Regions from separate parts of the Mus musculus genome. Here all the other regions are linked to region 3. A link is a contact called in public HiChIP or PLAC-seq data. All regions are on one chromosome and are shown on one strand. The core of a region is the stretch at or near the end of the contact, and the rest is flanking DNA. Distances in the headings are between cores, read along the strand shown.

The links. HiChIP or PLAC-seq counts read pairs in DNA pulled down with a chosen protein or histone mark.
Region 1: a CTCF HiChIP or PLAC-seq map of the NIH/3T3 cell line shows a contact between it and region 3, with 9 read pairs. The contact joins two enhancer-like sites.
Region 2: an H3K27ac HiChIP or PLAC-seq map of the NIH/3T3 cell line shows a contact between it and region 3, with 8 times the contacts expected there. The contact joins two enhancer-like sites. A contact is called at or near these places in 2 of 15 datasets of contacts at CTCF or cohesin (both in the NIH/3T3 cell line), 9 of 484 Hi-C or Micro-C datasets (the 3T3-L1 cell line, 3T3-L1-derived adipocytes, embryonic fibroblasts and 2 more) and 2 of 115 datasets of contacts at active chromatin or transcription factors (the NIH/3T3 cell line and hepatocytes).

What each region holds. Positions count from the first base shown.
Region 1 is chr4:64,075,127-64,077,826 of GRCm38.p6, reverse strand. The region is part of intron 4 of 8030451A03Rik (a long non-coding RNA gene); the gene reads right to left. Among named protein-coding and RNA genes, the nearest start is that of Tnc, 30 kb to the right of the region's middle. Within about 2 kb of position 1,261, at least 68 of the 459 cell types and tissues checked have an H3K27ac peak or open chromatin away from gene starts, as enhancers often do. A contact at or near this core is called in the NIH/3T3 cell line, where this site is marked.
Region 2 is chr4:65,495,292-65,497,991 of GRCm38.p6, reverse strand. All of the region lies in intron 19 of Astn2 (astrotactin 2), which reads left to right. Among named protein-coding and RNA genes, the nearest start is that of Trim32, 110 kb to the left of the region's middle. Within about 2 kb of position 1,396, at least 103 of the 459 cell types and tissues checked have an H3K27ac peak or open chromatin away from gene starts, as enhancers often do. A contact at or near this core is called in the NIH/3T3 cell line and uterus, where this site is marked.
Region 3 is chr4:64,900,351-64,903,050 of GRCm38.p6, reverse strand. No RefSeq gene overlaps it. Among named protein-coding and RNA genes, the nearest start is that of Pappa, 220 kb to the left of the region's middle. Within about 2 kb of position 1,395, at least 40 of the 459 cell types and tissues checked have an H3K27ac peak or open chromatin away from gene starts, as enhancers often do. A contact at or near this core is called in the NIH/3T3 cell line and uterus, where this site is marked.

The DNA of each region.
Region 1 (2,700 bases), core at 12-2,511, 830 kb after region 3:
AGGTTGTCCCAAAAAATACATAACATGAAGAGTCCCTGTGACATTATTTAAGTTAATTTTACTTGTCTGTTGGACAGACCATTTCTATGTGCCAAGAATAGCTATTAAACAGCCAACATTAGCCATACATTTGGTACATATCTGTCAACATGATTATTTCACCCTTTTTCTTCAGAAGCTGACAGAAGAAAAAAGTGGATAAAGGTATAGCTGGCTACAGTAGTACATGACAAATGTCATGAAACAAAGAGTCATCCAAGAACACATAAGAGTACTAATTTTGTGTGGGAGGGAGATGTCTTGGAGATTGGATGTCCTGTTTGGACTGGAATCATGAGAAAGTTAGAGAAAGAGTTGGAAGTTGTGTAGGGTAAAAGTGTAAAGAACATATTTAACCATGGGAGAAGAGCGCAGGCAGGAGCACAGGAGATCTCGAAATGAGGTGATCATCAGTAACCGGGAAAAAGACCAGCAATGATGGCACACAAGAGAGAAGCACAATCAGCGGACAGAGAAGTGTGCAAGACACGTGCCTCAGCCAACCAGTGCAATGAACCATGAGCTCTTTGAGGATGGGGTTTTATGTGACCTGCCAGTACCTTCTTCACATCCATCGCTGTGTCCACCATAGAGGAAATAGCAGTCATAGGCCAAATGAGGGCATGCATAATAGTCATCCAGTAAATAGCAATTCCATTAGGGAAACCCTTTCCTTGCTTTCTAACTTTTTCATTTTTTAAGAGTCAGGATGGGACGGGGGAGGGGGGGAACTAGCTGCAACTACAGATGGATATTTCCATCCCCAAATACTACAAATGCCACCTCTTTGGGGCTTATTATGCCCAAATGGCAGTCTGTTTGGGATCTTTCTAGAATCAATTGCTTCCAATTTTCAGTTTTCTGATTTCAGATTGAAGACATGTGTTTGGTGTTGCACAGATGATAGGGGAACAAGCGGATTCCAGAGAGGCATCAAGCTGAGTCCAAGTGATAAGAGAAATGCCTGGGGGAAGGCATAGCAACAAAACATTTTAAAGTTCTCAAAGTGCATAAATCATCCTGTAACCATGCTGTCCTGATTCGAAACCCAAAATAGAAAAAGAAAGCTCTTCTGTGCTAACATTTCATCATAACCAGCAGCCCAATGCTCAGGGGAGCCAGTGTTTGTGAATCTTTGAGTTGGGATCTGGAAGGACTGACGCAGAACATTACTATGCAGCCAGTTCTCAGGGAAGAAAAAAAAAATCTCAGCATGGAGTGCGGGCTTCCAGAATCCTTGTGGTAACTTCTCATTTCAGTTGAATTGCACAGAAGAGACGAGCCTTCCTGGGGGGTTGGCCAACAATAGAAAGAAACAACTAAAGGATAGACTCATACCAGGCGTGATGCCAAACCCCAAGCTAGTTCTTGAGCTGTCTAGGCTGTAAGGGAGGCTGTCTCTCAGCCATGGTGCAGCACACTCCATGTCTGTGATGGTATGAGGTCATTGAGACCACAGTCCTGACCAGCATATGCACTGGGACAGGAAAAAGAGAAATTCTTCAGCAATATTGGCATAAATTCAAACATTGTTCCAATCTAAGGTATGGATTCATCAAGCTGAGCTTCAAAATTCCTACTTCAGATTAAAAAGTACAAGAAAAAAATTGCTGTCATAAGAACTAAGAAAAATTATTCATGTAAAATAATCTGTAGGCACAACATAACCATGTTAAATTTTAGTCTCCAGTCCTACTTTTTCTTGATATAAAATTAAAATTCTTTTAGATTTTTCCTTATTATTCTGTTCAAAGAGCTCTAAATGTGAACAAATGTACAAATCTTAGCTATACTGACTCTAACCAGATAAATGAAAAGTTATACATACTAGTAATTTGGAGGTTTGTTTCTTTGGACTAGGGACAGAATGTATGCATCTGTTGGTTGTATCATGTTTACCTTGGCATGTCAATGATCAGTCTTCATGTTTAAAAAATGTTCCAATATTTTAGACTTTGAATAATCAAGAGTCCTGTTCATCTATGAGATAAGATTGGAATACACCAAGCCAAAATGAAAATCCCAGATCAACCCATTATCAGATGAATGGGTCTAGATGTACTGCTTGCTCTGTGACTCTCAATGTTCTTAGCCATAAATGAATACAATATTTATTTATTTCAGGTTATGCATCAAGTACACAGGCTTGAAATTGCATAACACAGGAGTTGCTCATCAACGTCATTCATTCTGCAATGCACATCAACCCCATCCAAGGTACCAGGAGATATTCTAAAGACATATGATGAATCATGAACTAAAGAATATCACTATATTGTGGAGCCCGTGTCTTCTACAAGAGACAAGCAATTGATCAATAAGCAAAAATAACTGTCTCTCTAGTGAAACAAGTGTGAAGAAAATGAACTGAGCAATGGGATGAACAGTACTTATACACAGTGCAACTAGACAGTTGCATAAGCTTCTTTCCCCTGGTTTATTCATTTTACTTTACTTTGGAGTCCCAAACCCACTGAGCATGGACCTCCAGTAAAGATGAGTAAGGAGTTATACTCTGTTAAATTGAGTCATCTGACAAACTTTGAATGACATTGAGAATAGCATAACAACAGTACATGTTTATCAAACAGGATGGACAAAAAAATGGGTGTTGCTTTGGAGACTCTTGGAAAAGAATAGCTACGTTGTCTCCAAGCTTGT
Region 2 (2,700 bases), core at 147-2,646, 590 kb before region 3:
ATGAGTTCTAGAGGGAGGTTATGGCGTCCTTTTGCTTTGCCACTGCCCAGTGCTGTGACCTGGGGCAAGTCCACTTGACCTCTTTAAGTCTTTTCCCATTTGTGGTTTATCATGGTCACATAATTTCTGTTTGTGGATGTCAGTACGAAAATCTGTAGATGTAAATCAAAACAAATGAACAAAAGGAAGAAAATAGGACAATTTTTAGTAAGACAGAATGTATTTCCAAAGGATTTCTGATAGGGCAAATTACCTTCATATCTGTCATTTATGAAAGAGTGGATTCAGCGTACCATCCATTTTCTAGAAATCTATGCCATATTATCATTTTTAATGTTCTAAGACACCTCTTGAGAAAGAAATCTGCTTAACTTTATTTTACACCTGTAGTTTTAAATTTTATATGAAATGACTATCCATGTTTCATAAAAGGTAAAATTCTGGAAAATGTTTTTTGAACCAAATGGACCAAGTGGTCCTTTGGTCTGACTTATAATTGTTGTCCCAAGTTTATAGAAACAGGTCCTCTAATGTGAGCCTCGTCTCTAATCATTGGCAAAAGGAATAGAATGAAACTCAGTTTTCTCCACCTGAAATGTACTTTCAGCTTTGTTCTGCTTCTTCTAGATCTCAAATCGTAGTAAAGGGTGCTTGTGCTCAAATCTATGAAGTCATTAACCATACTGGCTGTTGGTCATCTGCCTCCGGGTGGATTTGTGTGAGTACATACATGTTTTCACAAATGACTTCACAGATAAGGCTACAAGAAACACCTTGAACAATTTCTGTCATCCCCATGACTACTCCTGTTCTCACATGTACTTTTGACCTGCTTGTGCTAAGTCACCTGAGAAATTCTTTCTGTTATCCCTTTCTACTTTCTATACCAGGAGGACTTAGTCTCATCCTTGGGTCTCTGTTGCAAAGGGGGATCAGCGCCTTGAAAAATCGCTGCTAGGAGTCTCCAAACTTGCATGAAGTCACCAGGAAATGTGGATTTTTTTTCCCACTGGTATGTGCTAGCACACATTTTTGAGGCTTCTTTTCAAAGGGCCATCTATGTTTTGAATAAGGGTCCGGGACAGTCGTTTTCTGGGCCATCTGCTCTCTGCATACATCAGTGTCTGAGTGTATGTAATAGTGCTGCCATTCTTAAGAGTGTCTGGTTTGGACAATAAATTATGTTGACCTATTCGCCTTCTAGGCTATTACTTAGTAAAGATGGAAATCTCAGGGATTATCAAGACAAGGAAGCCTAAGCCCATTTCTAGGGCCTTTTGTGAATATCATAGCCAATAGAGGGCGCTCCTGCACCACAACACTGGGTGGAAGGCTCTAGGCAGGCCCAGGGCTCAGGCAGCCAGCTGACCTTTCTCCAGGCTGTACTTGGGTTGCCAGAGCAGCCGAGGTGTCAGCTGAGAGCAGTCACAGCCTAGGGAGGAGGAGGGAAGGAGGGAGGCTGGGGCACCAGAAAGGGAGGAAGAGCTGGCAGAGAACACACTCAAACACACATTTCACTGAGACAGAGGCCCAGGGAAAGCACAGAACATGAGCACATACCTACAAACAACAAATAGAACATACCCTACTCATACTCAGCATACAAACAAGGAGATTTTGTTTGTGAGTCGCATAATACAGAAACACAATGTGAATTCAACCCATCACACACAGATGCATGCAACACCATCATCACACCCAGCTAAGCTGCAAGGACAATACGTGGATGTATACAATACATTTAAACGTGTGTAAGCACCTCTGAGGATATTCAGAGCGTGTGCAATATAGAAAGGTAAGCTAGATCATAAAGACACACAGTCTCACACACACACACACACACACACACACACACACACACACACCCCAGCACAGAAATGCAGTAGACCACAGCACACACAGACATCCAAAAGACATTAAAAGCAGAGCACACACAGATAGTGTGTATCTTTTACTCACTACACAGCAAATCCTCCAGGAATGAGACTATGGATAAACAACAGAGATGCATAAGCACAGCCACTGCCCCACAGGCAGACTGTAAAGTATACGTGCCAAATGCCATGTCAGTTCACCAAGCATGCACAGGCATGGGTAACAGATCAAAGGACACCTATCCAGGCAGCATACAGTATGTGCAACACTAAAACATACTACACAGACTAGAAGCTGCATACATTCAAAACACTCAGAATTCAATACATGTTTTGATAAGAGAACCAGGCATGAAGACGAGCAGGGGAAGTGGGTGTGTGATAGGGGAAAGATAGGGCATTTGGAGAAGATACAGGGAAGGAGGGCAGCAGCATATACAATGGTCGGCTTCTCTCTTCTCAGCTTAGGTGACATAGAACAATGATTTTAAATACTGTTATTACGGAGGCTAGACAGAGGCAGCAAGGGTGTCCTCGTAAGAATGAGCCTTAGGCTCAAGGCCAGAGCTTGAGCCTCAATCTCAGCTACAACAATGGCACCAAATCACATCTCCTATGTCTCTTCCTCCATGTCCCTGCAGCTGCCAGCTCATCTCCACAGATGTCTGCTTCAGCTCCACCCATCTCAGTTATCCTCATCAATGAGCTGTAAGGCATGTACATCTCACAGCCCACCCCCACCCCTCAGTGAGTGTGAGAGAGAAACTTTCCCAAACTTTCAGGAAATATAATTTCCATTGCTTTTTAAAAGCACCCAAAAGGAGAA
Region 3 (2,700 bases), core at 146-2,645:
AAGTTTCCAGGGTGGCACTATGGCTCCATGTTAACACACATTTTATAGTCCACTAGATAAAAAGCATGATGACTGACAGAAGCTCCGGAAGGACTACTTGGTTTCTGGTTCTTAGCTGGACAGGTGATTTAGCTCCTCTGCTCTTCCTTTTCTTTATTAGTCAAGTCCATGTAAGAATTTCCCAGGGTTAATGTGACGATGGAAGTATTCTGTAAAACGCAAACTACTTTAAAACTATTTGGAAACTGAAAAAAACGATATTAAAGAAGCCTGCTATAATTATTATATTCCAATTAATTTTCTCTTTGGAATAGAAATAATTTGCTTTCCAACTGGGTTTAAAACAAAACAAAACAAACAAACAAACAAACAAACAAAAAATCTGAAGAAACGGTTCTTTTCATAAGCCATGGGGATTAGACAGAGGTAATAGGGGGACTAAATTAAAGCTTTATTTGCCCCATTCAAAATATATTTCTTGGTGTTGGAGTGATAGATCAGGGGTTAAGAGCATTTATTGCTGTTCAAAAGGATCAGGGTTTGATTTCCAACAACCAAGTGGTGGCTCAAAGCTGTTTGTAAATTGATTCCCAGTGTATCTCATGCCCTCTTTTGGCACTTGTGGGCACTGCACACACATAGTACACAGTCATATCACACAGGCAGAATACATATACATTTAATTTTTTTTCAAAAAGATTTAAAGAAACAAAATAAGTTTCTCTTTGTTTCCCAACTCCCAGTTTAAGGCCCAACCAACTCCAAGGTACAAAGAAAGACAAAATCACTGTATGAAAACCTGGTTCACAGTCTTCAGTTGAAAAGCAGAAGATGATAGAAACTGTTTATAGTACTTATTGACTGTATTTCCCTGCTAACCACTACGCATTATCTCAATGAATCTCTACAAAAATCTCTGAAGAGTTCAATTTTACTGTTTTTTCTCTTATGATAGGAGGATAAACTTTAGAAAGTATATTATTGCCAAGATCCTTCAGCTAGCCTTAGATTCATCTGGTAACCAAGCCCATGAGTTTGCTGTTGTTGTTGTTGTTTGCTTGTTTGTTTTGCTTTGTTTTCTTTATTGTTTGTTTTACACAGCCCTGTAACACTTTCATGAATGAGGGGAAAGCTGCTTCAAAGCTTAACCAGTTGAATAGAAACTAGTAGGCATGATCTGTTTGAACCTTAATCCACACAACTCTCCCTGAGTCCTTCTCATCATAGCTGCATTGTATTACTAGCAAATGTGAATGTTTTGATGAATTAGGCAAACTCTCCAATTGCCTGTACATTGCAACATCTTTCCTTCAAAGGCCAGGGAATGTAGACTGTACGTTCTTTGTCCAGCTTGTCTGAATGCGTCAACACTGTCTGGGAGGCACAGAGGTGGATGCCTTCCTAGCAGGGGTGAAGCCTCCTTTTGCATATCCAGCTCCTGTATTTGTATTACTGCCATATACTGCGTACTACTGAGCCAAGAAATGAAGGGGCCTATGGTCCCAGCCACCTCAGATTACGCAAGCCAAGAAAAATGTGCAAATCACATGAGAAAAACAGGCAGTCCCCAAACATCTTTATTTGTTCAGTTTTGTGCCCTCAGACTTTGATTGCAGCCTTGCACTTAGAAATTTCAAGATAAATCTCAGCAGCTGGACACTAAGTAAATCCAGGGCAGAGACTCTGTGTAAATTCTAAAGCTTTGAAAGCATGAACCTCTGTCCAACCACTTGGAGTACAGAACATAGTGTGAAGGGAGGGGGACCTGGTGCTAAGCTGTGTCAGAATCAGCCTTCTGAGGAGCTTGTAGACATGTCTGTGCATGCCTCAGCTTGCCTGATAAACCAGACATAAGTGGCCTGCTTGCTGGGAACCGAAATGAAATGAAACAGTCAGAGGAAATGAAGGATTAGGAAGAAGAAACAAAAGATTACATACTAAAATTTGTTAATGAAACTGGAGGGTGGGGACTGGTAACCACTGCAAGTACTGGATAGCAGGATGCTAAACTGTCAACCACTTCGTGGTACCTTTGATAAGATCCAGCAGTAGGATTTTTATAACCATTCAAACCAATTCTCCATATAATCCTAATATTTAGGCAGTGTTTGCCACATTTTATAAATTGAAAAAATAATCTAAAATTGAGCAGTAGAGTAAGAGTGTCTCTTCTAGAAGTAGCATGTCATGTATGTAAACAAACAATGAAACTAGACATGAATAAGAAACAAGTTTGCAGCACATGCTTTGTCAGAGTTTTACCTTGAGCTGCCCCTATGGACAATGAACAGTGATTTAAACAAATAAATTTATAATATAACCTCCTGTTTTTAGAACCAGTAATAACTGTTGTATAATGTTCTTGCAATAATCAAGTGTTATATAGTGTTTAGATCTCGTATACTGAAGAGATAAATTGAAAAAGAAGGTTTGCTTCTAGGAAAAGTTCATGAACTGATTTAAAGTATTTATCCCTGGGAAGTTTTCTCCCTTTGATGATTAGAAAGGGGATTTTTTTTTAAGATGAAGAAAAGGAGGAAACAACTCTTAGGGGGTGGAATAAATGAATAGACGGGACCAGTCTCTTGTCATAGCATGATATGAAAGGACACTATTATAATAAGATCTCTTAATAAAACAGGCCAAGAAGACAGAGTGGAAGAGTATGAGTAATAGAAGATGTCCAACTAGTCTGGCCAG